Regions from separate parts of the Capra hircus genome. Here region 2 is linked to region 1. Evidence: chromatin contacts called from public Hi-C data. All regions are on one chromosome and are shown on one strand. Each heading gives the region's core, a stretch centred on a gene start, on an enhancer-like site or on the middle of the called end of the contact. The rest is flanking DNA. Distances are from core to core; before and after follow the strand shown. Region 1 has its middle 130 kb from the start of TSC22D1. Region 2 has its middle 150 kb from the start of LACC1.

What was found. Hi-C and Micro-C count contacts between places; a contact is called where the count stands out from the background.
Region 2: a Hi-C map of blood shows a contact between it and region 1, with 5 times the contacts expected there. The contact joins two enhancer-like sites. A contact is called at or near these places in 2 of 5 Hi-C or Micro-C datasets (both in blood).

Annotation. Positions count from the first base shown.
Region 1 is chr12:71,869,554-71,875,513 of ARS1.2, forward strand. No RefSeq gene overlaps it. Among named protein-coding and RNA genes, the nearest start is that of TSC22D1, 130 kb to the left of the region's middle. Within about 2 kb of position 4,413, at least 1 of the 5 cell types and tissues checked has an H3K27ac peak or open chromatin away from gene starts, as enhancers often do.
Region 2 is chr12:72,317,967-72,323,815 of ARS1.2, forward strand. No RefSeq gene overlaps it. Among named protein-coding and RNA genes, the nearest start is that of LACC1, 150 kb to the right of the region's middle. Within about 2 kb of position 3,080, at least 1 of the 5 cell types and tissues checked has an H3K27ac peak or open chromatin away from gene starts, as enhancers often do.

The DNA.
Region 1 (5,960 bases), core at 3,163-5,662:
TACTCACTTTCTCATCAGTAAAATATGGAGCTGGATCAGATTACGAAGATGCTGTCCTGCCACAAGATGCTACAGTCCTCCGCTTTTTCCAGTGACTTTATTTCACTGGGACTTTTGGGAGGAGAGTGTGCTGTTCTATTTATTTGTTTAACTTCATGGGCTAAATTAATTTGGTGTTAATCCTAACTTTGCCGTTTATTAGCAAGGTGGCATTGGGCAGGTTCCTTTACATACTGGTCTGTTTCCTCATGCTAAAATGAGGACATGCTATTTCCATAGGTTTTATTTCTTTTGTAAGGGAACGCTGTAAACACAGATTGATTCAAAGCAAATGGGTCAAGAAATGTTAGCCTCTGTCTTATTTTTGAGTCATTCATCCTCTTATTTATTTGTATATTTAATTTTGTATTTTTTTGCAGGAATAAAGGTGTGGCAGTTTTATTTTCTGAGCTTCCCTCATAGCTCAGTTGGTAAAAAATATGCCTGCAAGGCAGGAGACCCCGGTTTGATTCCTGGGTTGGGAAGATCTGCTGGAGAAGGGAAAGGCTACCTAATCCAGTATTCTGGCCTGGAGAATTCCATGGACTGTATAGTCCATGGGGTCACAAAGAGTCAGACATGACTGAGTGACTTTCATTTTATTTTCTATTAGCTTTTATTTAGCATTGGGATAACAGTGATGGCTGTTAAAATTTTATTACAAAAATGCACTAAAAAATGCCTTTTCTGGAATGGGGACAGGAATATACCATTCCTTCTATATCTAAGAAATTATACTTAAGGCAGCTATTTGATTAGAAAGAATTTATTGGGAATTGTTTGAAAGTCATTGGTAGAAGTAAATACACAATTACAGGTGGAATGTATGTCTTACATGATTGATTTCCTTATGGAAAGAAGTTCTAGGTAAAACAGTGCTGTGGATGGCCGGGCAGGCCAGAGTCACTGGGGTCGGTAATGAAGCTTTATCAACAGCTGTTTTAAAGGTTTAGTGGCCATTTTAAAGTGTGCAAAAATTACTGCACTATTGCAACATAAATCTGAGCTTTAATCCAGGTATTTTGGACCCAGATGTCTGTAGCATGTGACAGAGAAGTCCCTTGAGTGAAGTGAGGCCAGACAGTGGGAAGTGGTGATGACTGTGGCCTTGAGAATACACTCCATCCACACGCGCCCGGATCCTGTGCTGCTCAACTCCGTGCAATCGTTGCTGTGTGCGAACTCAAGCTTTGTGTTGCCAGATCTTCACGTTTTTCAAGATCCAGAAATCCAGGCTCTGTCTGAAAATTCCTGATTTTAGACATCATGCAGACCAAACAGAAGCACGGCTGCTCTGCTGATCTGGCCCACAGGCTGCAAGTGTCCGCTCCCTGCTTTCTAGATCTGCAAGAACCAGACTCCTACCCTAAGTGGCAGCTCATCCCTTCAGCACAAAACAATGCAGAAAACTTCTCTTTTGAGTAGAGAAAGTGGGCACAGGCTGTCTGGGGAGCTATGTGTGAATTTCTTCAAAGACCCTTTCCCGAGTACCCTCCTGGCTTTTTTTTTTTTTTTTTTTTCAATGTGGACCATTTTTGAAAGTCTTTATTGAATTTGTTAATATTGCTTCTATTTTATGTTTTGGTGTTTTGGCCATGAAACATATGGGGTCTTAGCTCCACATGGGATCAAACTCTCACCAGGGATCAAACTCTCACCCCTTGCATTAAGGGATGAAGTCTCAACCGCTATACTACCAGGGAAGTCCCCTGTGGCTTGTTCTTTATACTGGAAAGGAGTACAGAGTCTCAGCCCTAAAGGGCAGCCCAAATACCACCTGTTAGAGATATGGGGTACTTTGTTTTCTGAAGAAATTTGCCTTATGTGACAAAATACCTGAATCACTCTTCTCTTTTCATATGAATCCTTCGGCAAAAATATTTCTGGGAGTTCTTTTAGGAACTGTTGTTAAATTGGTAGCGATTCCTCAGGGGAGTATGACCCCTCCACTACAGTTTACAACTGACTCATTTAAGGACAAAGATGTTAGTGGATGTGTGTACTACAGCGTTATATCATACATGCTTCACAGTTTCCAGGAATAACTTGTATTTCAGTAAAACAATCTGCCCTATTGTGTCAGGTATACTCAAGCATGTCTGGGTAGTGGTCTGCAGTCAATGCAGACTGCTGCTGCTGCTAAGTCACTTCAGTCGTGTCCAACTCCGTGCGACCCCATAGATGGCAGCCCAGCAGGCTCCCCCGTCCCTGGGATTCTCCAGGCAAGAACACTAGAGTGGGTTGCCATTTCCTTCTCCAATGCATGAAAGTGAAAAGTGAAAAATGAAAGTGAAGTCGCTCAGTCGTGTCCGACTCTTAGTGACCCCATGGACTGCAGCCTCCCAGGCTCCTCCATCCATGGGATTTGCCAGGCAAGAGCACTGGAGTGGGTGCCATTGCCTTCTCCGCAATGCAGACTAGGGGACCAAGAAAACAGAAGTCTGTGTTTCTCTCCTTAAGGGGAGAGAGAGATGGAGACAGACTGACCCACTGTCCTGGTTTGCTGGGGAATTGAGAGTGATTCCTGGAAGTGGGACTTTCAGTGCTACAACCAGGAAAGTCCCAGGCAAGCTGGTAGAAGCTGGTCTCCCTAGAAACCATTTCCTCCCTACTTGGACACACAGCTGAATCATACCTCCCAGCCCTTTGAAATTCGGTGCCACCTGGAACTCAGTTTTAGCCAACGGATTGAGAGCTGAAGTGATGAACACTCGGCCGTAAGAAAACCAGTCTGAGGACTTCCCTGGTGGTCCAGTGGTTAAGATTTGGCACTTCCCCAGTAAGGAGTACAGGTCCGATTCCAGGTCCGGGCATTAAGATCCTGCGTGATGTGCCATTAAAAAAAAAAAAAAATCACAATCTGCCATGCTTGTTCCACTGACCCAGTGGGGAAGATCTGGGGCCCTTGGGTGAGACAGAGCCTCTGTCAGCCTGGGTGTGTGAATGACTGAGTGTCCTCCCCCACTAACCTGGAACCAGCCTGGAGTGTGTCAGCCTTCAGAGATCTGAGAATCTGCTTGTCTCGGGGGCTGACCCGAGGCTGACACAGAAATGATGCTGAACTCGGGTGTTGCCGTCAGAACAGAAATGTTGATGGTGGCATCGACGGCAGCCAGTGATAAAATCGTTGGAGGTATGAGAGGTTGAGACCCATCCTGGAAGTGGTAACGCATTTTGTAAAACTGGTGCCTGTAGCCACCCAGGTGCCCAGGGAGCCTGTATTTCTGAAGGGTCAGAAAGTTAGTAACCTGTTACTATGTTTGATGAAGACTTTCAAGAAAAAGGTGGGCTCAGGAAAGAATGAGTCTAGTTTTTCAATAAAAAGGAAAGGGAAGAAAAGGTACAGAAATTGGGAAAGTCAAAGTGAAAGGGTTCAGTCACTCAGTTGTGTCCAACTCTTTGCAACCCCATGGACTGTAGCCCCCCAGGCTCCTCTGTCCGTGGAATTCTCCAGGCAAGAATCCTGGAATGGGTTGCCATTTCCTTCTCCAGAGGATCTTCCCGACCCAGGGATCGAACCCGGGTCTCTTGCATCTCCTGTATTGGCAGGTGGATTCTTTACCGCTAGCACCACTTGGAAAACTAGAGGATCCCTAACTAGTACAGATCTTTCCTCTGTTTCCTTGTCAACAGTTTGGAATTCTGTTTATTTTCCTTTTCCCCATAGGAATAATTACTGTAGTATACTTTACTGCAAGGAGATCCAACCAGTCCATTCTAAAGGAGATCAGTCCTGGGTGTTCTTTGGAAGGAATGATGCTAAAGCTGAAACTCCAGTACTTTGGCCACCTCATGCAGAGTTGACTCATTGGAAAAGACTCTGATGCTGGGAGGGATTAGGGGCAGGAGGAGAAGGGGACGACCGAGGATGAGATGGCTGGATGGCATCACCAACTCGATGGATGTGAGTCTGAGTGAACTGCGGGAGTTGGTGATGGACAGGGAGGCCTGGGGTGCTGAGATTCATGGGGTCGCAAAGAGTCGGACACGACTGAGCGACTGAACTGAACTGAACTGACTTTGAATTTTGGAAGAAATAATTATTGCTGTATACTTTGAATTCTTAAAATTCCATGGGAGTGATAAATCTGTCTCACAATAAAAGATGGAAGGGAAGGAGGGAGGGAAAGAAAGAAAGAAAGAGAAAGGAAGGAAGGAAGAAAGAACCACCTCCCAAGGTTTCAAATTGAGTTTATTAGCATGTAAAAATTTTACTTGTACTGTAGATGAAGGACACGATGTTAAGCTCGTCCACGTGGTTGAGTCCACTCTGTTAGTGACCAACTGTAATCTACGTGGAGGTGGTGCTCAACTCCATCTGGGGAGGACCTCGAGGGCTCCCTGGGAATGTGATACTTGAGCTGTGCCTTCTATTAATAGGACAAGTTGCCAAGAGGGAGCGGGCAGCAGTGTTGGAGGCATCTTGTGAGCGTGTTGAGAGGAGTGGCAACTTGAGGCTGATTTCCTCTAACTGAAGTGCAGGCTGGTGGGGTGTGAGGCAGGAGAGGGTGGGCTCTAGCCTCTAGGTCTCCTCTAGCCTTTGAATTGTGGGAGAGGCTCCCATAATCACGCTAAGGAATAGCAGCAAGGAACACACTGTAAGGTACCTTTTAGAAAAAAATCGAGGCGAGATGGCCTATACACAGAGAAATCTGTTATTCAACCGCTGAAATAGATCAGGTGCAGGAGAGAAGTCTAAGGAACACACCAGTGGTGGGGGAAGAGTGTAGGAGCCTCGAGGTCAGGGAATTGGAAGGGTGAGTGATCGCACCACCCCCTGGATGGGAATAAGAAGGCAGAACCAGTCTGGGAACCTTACAGAGCTCAGTTTTGAATGTGTGGAGTGGGGAACTTGTAGGGAATCCAGGTGGAGATTTCCTCTAGCCAGCCTCGCCTATGGCCTGGGGGCTAGCTGGTGGAGATGCTTGTGTTCATCATGCCCACGTTTTCCTCTTCTTTCGGGGCACAGCCAGACTACCTTCCCACCTCCCTGCTGTAACATGCGCCTTGCCTTGCCCATGGATGGCAAGCAGAAGGGATGTGTGACACCTGTAGGTGTGGCCCCAGGGGATCTTCCACGCTCTCTGAGTGTGCAGCCCCAAGAAGGGGGAGGGCGGTGAGGGCGTGGGGAGGACTGCAAACTGTGCTGAGCCTCAGACATCGTAGGGGGGTGGGGGAGTCGTTACAGCCTTTAGCCCACCTTGTCCATTGCAGCTGAAGAGAGCGAGAGTCGTTTTATGACCGAGTCCAAGCCTGTACTGCTGCCCACACAGATCAATGAATCGAGAGATGAATTGTTAGGGCGAGGAAAGGCGGCTTTATTCAGAAAGCCAGCACAATGGAGAAGATGGTGAACTATTGTCCGAGGAACCATGCTACCTGAGTTAGAAGTCAGGCTTCTTTTATACTAAAAGGGGAGGGGTTGTGGCTGGTTCTTGCAAACTTCTTGGTACCTGAATCCTTTGTTCTTACAGTTGTCCATGTAGGTCTGGTCACTGTGTTCCTATAAACCTCCAACAAGACAAATGGTATTCTCTGTTCTGCCACTTCTTATCTTTGTATGAATGGAAAAATGTCATACCTTTAAAGGTCAGAGCCTTGACAGTGGGCTGTCATGTGTATTTCAGGCTATCAGCAACATCTTATGGACAAAAGGTCCAGCCTGACTAAGCACAGGCAACGGAGCACAAAGGTTAGAGCTAAAGGAACAGATCCAGTATGGAGTCAGGTTTGTTCTGGACCACAACGCGGGGGGAGGAATCAGGTCTCAGGGAAAGGGCAGGAAAGAGTGAAGGTGGAGGCAAATACAGATGGATTCGCAGGTGCTGAGAAGCTGAAAGTCCCTCCTACTAGCCAAATTTGTCCCCTGTGGATTAGGAAGAGGGTGTTTGAACAGAAAGTACAAACGGCAGATGCTGGGA
Region 2 (5,849 bases), core at 1,830-4,329, 450 kb after region 1:
TGGATTCTTTACTGCTGAGCCCAGGGAAGCCCAGGATATAATATATACATGTACATACAATGCATATGTACGTGCACACACCACATTGTTTTTTAACTGGAAAAGTCTAAGAGTGTTGAAAGTCCTAAAAGTTGGTCTTAGGTAACCAATAATAATGCGTATTTTTCTCCACTCAATACTAAAGAAATTTTATTTACTTAGGGACCAGAAAAGTCTTTTATCTCTTTCTCCCACCTGCTGTCATACCCACACGCTTTATGCACATGGCTGTTTGGTTGCTAGCCTTTCCAAGTGATTGACCTGGACAGGGGTGGCCAGGCAGGTCAGGAGCAGAGACAGGTCTGGTGTTAACTGTATCAGTTGGCTTCTCTCTTCCCCACCCTAGGGCCATGTTTTCTGGAATGTAAGATGTGTTGGCTTTTAATTCTGATTTCCCAAACCCAACTGGAAAATTTGAATGTAAATGTATCTCCTTTTTTTTCTGGCTGTCTGGAGGATTATCTGAGGGAGTCAGAAGTAGAATTGACTTACCAGAGACACTACGCTCTCAATTCTTTAGTTAATTCTCATGAGAATAATCGAATATTCAAAATAAGGTGTTCTAGACCAGCATTTTACTTTTGCCAATGAGAAAACTGGACAGCAGAGAGGTTGAGAGGTTTTTTCAGGTCTCACGGCAGGTCTCCAACCGTATTGGACTTAAATTTGCTTCTCTGGCCTCTCAGGCCAACATTCTCCCTACTCTGCTATGCCACCTCCTTGATGGATGCTAGCAGAAGAACATTCTGATGAAAAGGGCCTTAAAGTTTTACAACAGCTGCTTACATTTGTTTCTTTACCACCATGCAGTATTATGAGTTAGATTTTTGTACTTAAATGTTACTTACGTAAGTTACTTATTACTGCTGGACTTGTATCTCATTTTAGACATAAGAAAACTGAAGAGCTAGGTTGTAGCAACTCCCATGGAGTCTGAAAAATACACCTGAGACAGCTCTTCACAGGGCAGGTGCTCAACACAGGCTTCCAAAACCAGAGGAGTGTGGCTCCATCAAGAGGAATGGCTGCCCATTCACAGTGAGCCCAAGGGCACAACATCCCTTCAACAGTCCAACCCCCCAAATAAGTCAGGATCTAGCTTGCCAAAGGCATCCGTAGGTGATGATGCTAAGACTGCCTGACACGAACACCGCACTTTGATCACTCAATCATATCCAAGAGCGTTTATTTAGCATCTGTGTGAGGCTCCCTGCTGCCCTTCTCTTTGTGTCTGTGATGGTCACACTTCCCTGCTTCTCTCCCGTGGCTCTTCAGCCTTGCCCCAAAACTCCCCAGTGCTCATTCATCTCACTGCTGGTGTTACCCTTGTCACAGCGAGAGCAGGACCTCTTTTTGGTTCCTTTCAAGATGCTACTCAAAGTCCAGGGCAGAACTGTGAGCGTGGGTCTAGCCTTTATTCCACTGTAGAATCTATGCATCCCCCTGCTTTCACGGATTCTGTGTGAGAAGCACCCTAGACAGTAGTCAGAGCTTATCAGGGTGAAATTTCAGCATCTGTTTTCTTCTTTCAGAATGCAGAGTGAACATTTAGAAGGGCTTTTAGGAAAGCAATTTACAGCCAGGAATTGGAAGTGCTGAAGTGTTTTCGTAAGACCTGTGTCTCAGATTACAGGTTTATGATTTGTCTAAAAATAAATAATTTATTTCAGAAAATAGACTTAGACTTTAGAAAGAAGAAAAATAAAGCCTTAGAATGATTTTCTTCAAGTTTCCCCATGACATTCTTTTACATCAGGAAGCGAGAAGGGAGAAGGCAAGAGGGAGTTTCTGGAGAGAAGGGGAATCCAAGACTATTTTTCTTCAGATCGTTTATGAGACTGCATTTTCCTAGCCATATACACTATTTCCATTTTATGACTCACTCAGACAATTTACTATGTTTAAGATTACATTAATCTCTTTTTGTAATGCTTAGGTCAAATATACATTCTGTGTGTATCATTGGAAATTCTACCTCATATATTCAGCTCTTAGTGTGGATGTTGTTTTTGTATCTTTGTTGCTATGGTGACTAGAGAAGGTTAAAGCCAAAGTCTCAGAAAACAGAGTGGCTGTGCAAAAAAAGTATCATAAATATGTGTGTGCTTCTTAAAATATTCTTCACAAATATGGATAAAAAATATCTCTGATCCACTGTCTTAAAATTAATTTTCCACTCCTACCATGCAGGTTATTACCTGAAAAGAATATTCTCAAAACAATTTTGTTTTACAATTCACTCCCTTTCTCTCTCAGCTGTAATCTAATGGACGTTTATCTCAAAAGACAGACTGTGTAAATCATGAGAAATGCTGTCGGTGTTTGATATGGAGGAGAGTAAAGGGGAATGGCATTGTTTTCTGACTGAAGCACGCTGTCTTTTACAAATTTCCCCTTTTAAATCCATTTATACAGGAATAATAAAGTATTTTCCCCAGTCTATTTAAGAACTTGGTAAATAAACTTGGGCAACCCTTGACAGTGCCAAGATGTTAAACATTTACTGGCTGTAAGAATGCAGGCTCTTCTTTTTATTGGCTGATGGCCCTCGGGTCCCCAGCTAACCCTTTTTATTTCCTCATACATTTTAACTATCCAGGGAGATAGATTTTAAGGGTTTAGCTTCAAAAGTGACAGTAAATAGGAGTAGAAAATGTAATTCCTGTAAGACCTGGAGCCATTACAGTACTGGATAGATGAGCATTTCTCATATCCTCTTGTCTTTCTTATTATATTTCCAAATACAAAGGGAGAATGGGTGAGCCCATTGAGTCATTCTCCTGTCCCCAGTAGCCATTTCATCAGGATACCACAAAGAGGATTAATATATCCTTTGGTCTGTAATCCCTGGCTTAATTTGTCATCTCCAACCTAAATTCTAAGATTCACCTCAGTTCTCTACAACCTTTTCTTCATTTCCAGATATTTCCATCAAGGACATATAATAAAAATAAAATCACAGCAATACATATCACAGTTTATTTCCTGCCTTTGGTACATCTCGTATTGGCCCTTCTTCTGCCATCTGGTGGAGAAAGAGGGAAGCGGTGAAAGTAAGATGTCTTCACTGAATCCATAAATGCATGTCAGCAAATGTTTATAGGGCTATTACTACTATCCATTCTTTTTATTCAAATAGTACTCTTCGAGGGAGGTACTTGATATCATTAAGCTCAATGCACTTCAAATAAGCCAGACTCTTTCCTTGGCCCCAGTGTGTGTTTGTGCTCAGTCGGTTCATCTGTGTCTGACTCTTTGCCACCCTATGGACTGTAATCTGCCAGGTTGCTATGTCCATGGGATTTTCCTGGCAAGAATATTGGAGTGGGTTGCCATGGCCTCCTCCAGGGGATCATCCCGACCCAAGAATCAAATCCCCATCTCCTGCATTGCAGGCAGATTTTTTTTTTTTTTAATCACTGAGCCCTCCTTGTCCCCAGAAGGGCTATGAATTAAAATCTTCCCTACAGTTTAGTATTTTCCAGCAATCAGTTCAACACGTATGACAAGGCAGAGACTCTTTAAGACACTGAGGTACCATTTAGTTCATTATAGTGGTAATGTACTTTGTAATGATATTCTGACCCTGTGATATTCATGCTTTTCTGAGCATTTTCTAAAGAGAGAGAGAGAAAGAAAAAGAAGGGTGAGAAACAGGGGACGCAGGTAGGTGGGATGGAGAAACTCTCTTATGCCTTATGAAGCAAAAAATAAAGTTTGGCAACAATTTTCGTAAGCCATTTAAGAGTGCCTGAAAGAGAAAGAAAAATGAGAAAAAATAACATGTCTGTGAACTGTCTGCATTCTTATCCATTCCTAATTTACAGACTATGGAATAGAGATGTGATAGTAATCATACTGACACCGTCTCGAGGAAAGTGACAGCCTCCTCAAATTAGCGTGACCAAAATGATGCAACAAGCCTGTTGAAGTGGACCATATATAGCCAAATCTGAATTCCCTTCTTCCTGCCAAAACCCACAGAGAACAGGTAGCCATAAATCATGCAGGAGACGCCATGGTTGTTACTAAACGTCCTGTGGATTTCAACGAAATGTGGCTCTTTATGCCATGGGTTTGGGGGAAGCCACTCAAGTCAGAAAGATCATTCCATTTTATGTTGAAAGAGGCTAAGGGTTTGGTCTGTTCCATATGCTCTTTGGTTTTAGAGGACATTGAAATCTAAGAAAGGTCCTTCATAGTATTCCAGAGTCATTACTATAGCATAGAGGAAAAAATAATGCTAATGTAACCAACATACTCAACTCAGATGGCCCTAGCAGGGGATGTGAGTGGAGCACAGTAATCTCCAGCTCCTGTTTCCTACCTCCTCCATTCAGCGTACTCTTGGACCAAACCTAGGATGAGCATTGTGCCAGAAATTATCCTCCTGCTTAAACAGGGCATAGTGGCATCCCTAGAGGTATACCTAGGACATGCCTACTTATAATTGTCAGTGGCTATAGTTTGAATGTATATGGATATGTGATGGCTTTTCTAAACAAAATGAGAATTTACCTCATCCAAAATATAAATATAAATACTTTAAAAATATAAATATAAATACTTTAAAAATATACCATCTGGAGTTTTAGTAGCTGCTTCTCTCCTATAAGTCCCATCCTGCAACACATCCTGATCTGCTGCAGCAACCTGAAAAGTCAATGTAGATTCACAATTGCCTCCCAGAAATTCTGCTCCTACTGGAGTGTCTACAAGAGGGCTAATCAGACATGCTGCTCAGAAAAGGAAACTCTGGAACCTGTGGAAGAGGAGCTGACAGTTACTGAGAGCCAGTACAGTTCCTTAACATCAAGTTATATCAATCTAAACACATCTTTCACTGAAATTGTTTCTATAGTGTCAGTGCAGTGTACCTCGATGACAGAAAAATATCCCCGAAACCTTCCTTATGACAAAGATGAAGGAGAAAAATGAGCTGAATCCAAATACATTTGGATTAATACACATTGAGAGATAGAGACCAGAAAAGAATGTCTCTGGAAGAAAGCTAAAATATTCTGTCCTTTTTTAACATTTTAATCAAAACTTGAAAACTATGAGATATGTCTTTCAAGTTGTCCAATAAATATTTACCTGAGTATGCTGTAAACATTCAACTGAGTATGCTCTAAACACCAGGCCTTATGCTAGGATTTGGGGAGACTGGACATAAGTGATGCAGAAAGCCTTACTTCTGGAAGGCTAAAGTCAGATTCATTGATTATGTTGTTGGTAGAAAGCTGGGGGAACTAAAAAATTAATGACATTGTCACAAGCAAAAGATCATACTGACCTTCATTGGGCTTAATTTAGTATGGATATATGTGAAATTCTGAACTAATGATCAAAAAATGTAATAACCTAGCAATGCCATTACAGAATGGGAAGACAGAGCTTAGCAGCTGCTTCATGAAAAAGATTTAATGGTTTGAGATGACTGACATAGGGTGACAATGTAGCGCAGCTCCCCCAAAGCCAGTACAATGTTGGGGCACATCATATAGATATAAAGGTCCAGAAAAAGTTGGCAACTACCTGCTTCCATTCTGTGATGGCTCTACTGATACCAGAGCACCCTGCACTGGCTACTGAATGTTAGTTGAGCCGTAGGCAAACAAGAGATCCATTGAGATGCTGATGAGCTAGAAACTAGAAACTATTCCCCAGCAAATGTTTACTGAGTGTCTACTTTGTTTCTGTCACTGATTTTGGTGCTGGGAATAAATGGTGGGCAAAACACACAAGGTACCTGTTCACACAGAGGTGACTATTTAATGACAACGGAAGATAAAAACCATATGATTATC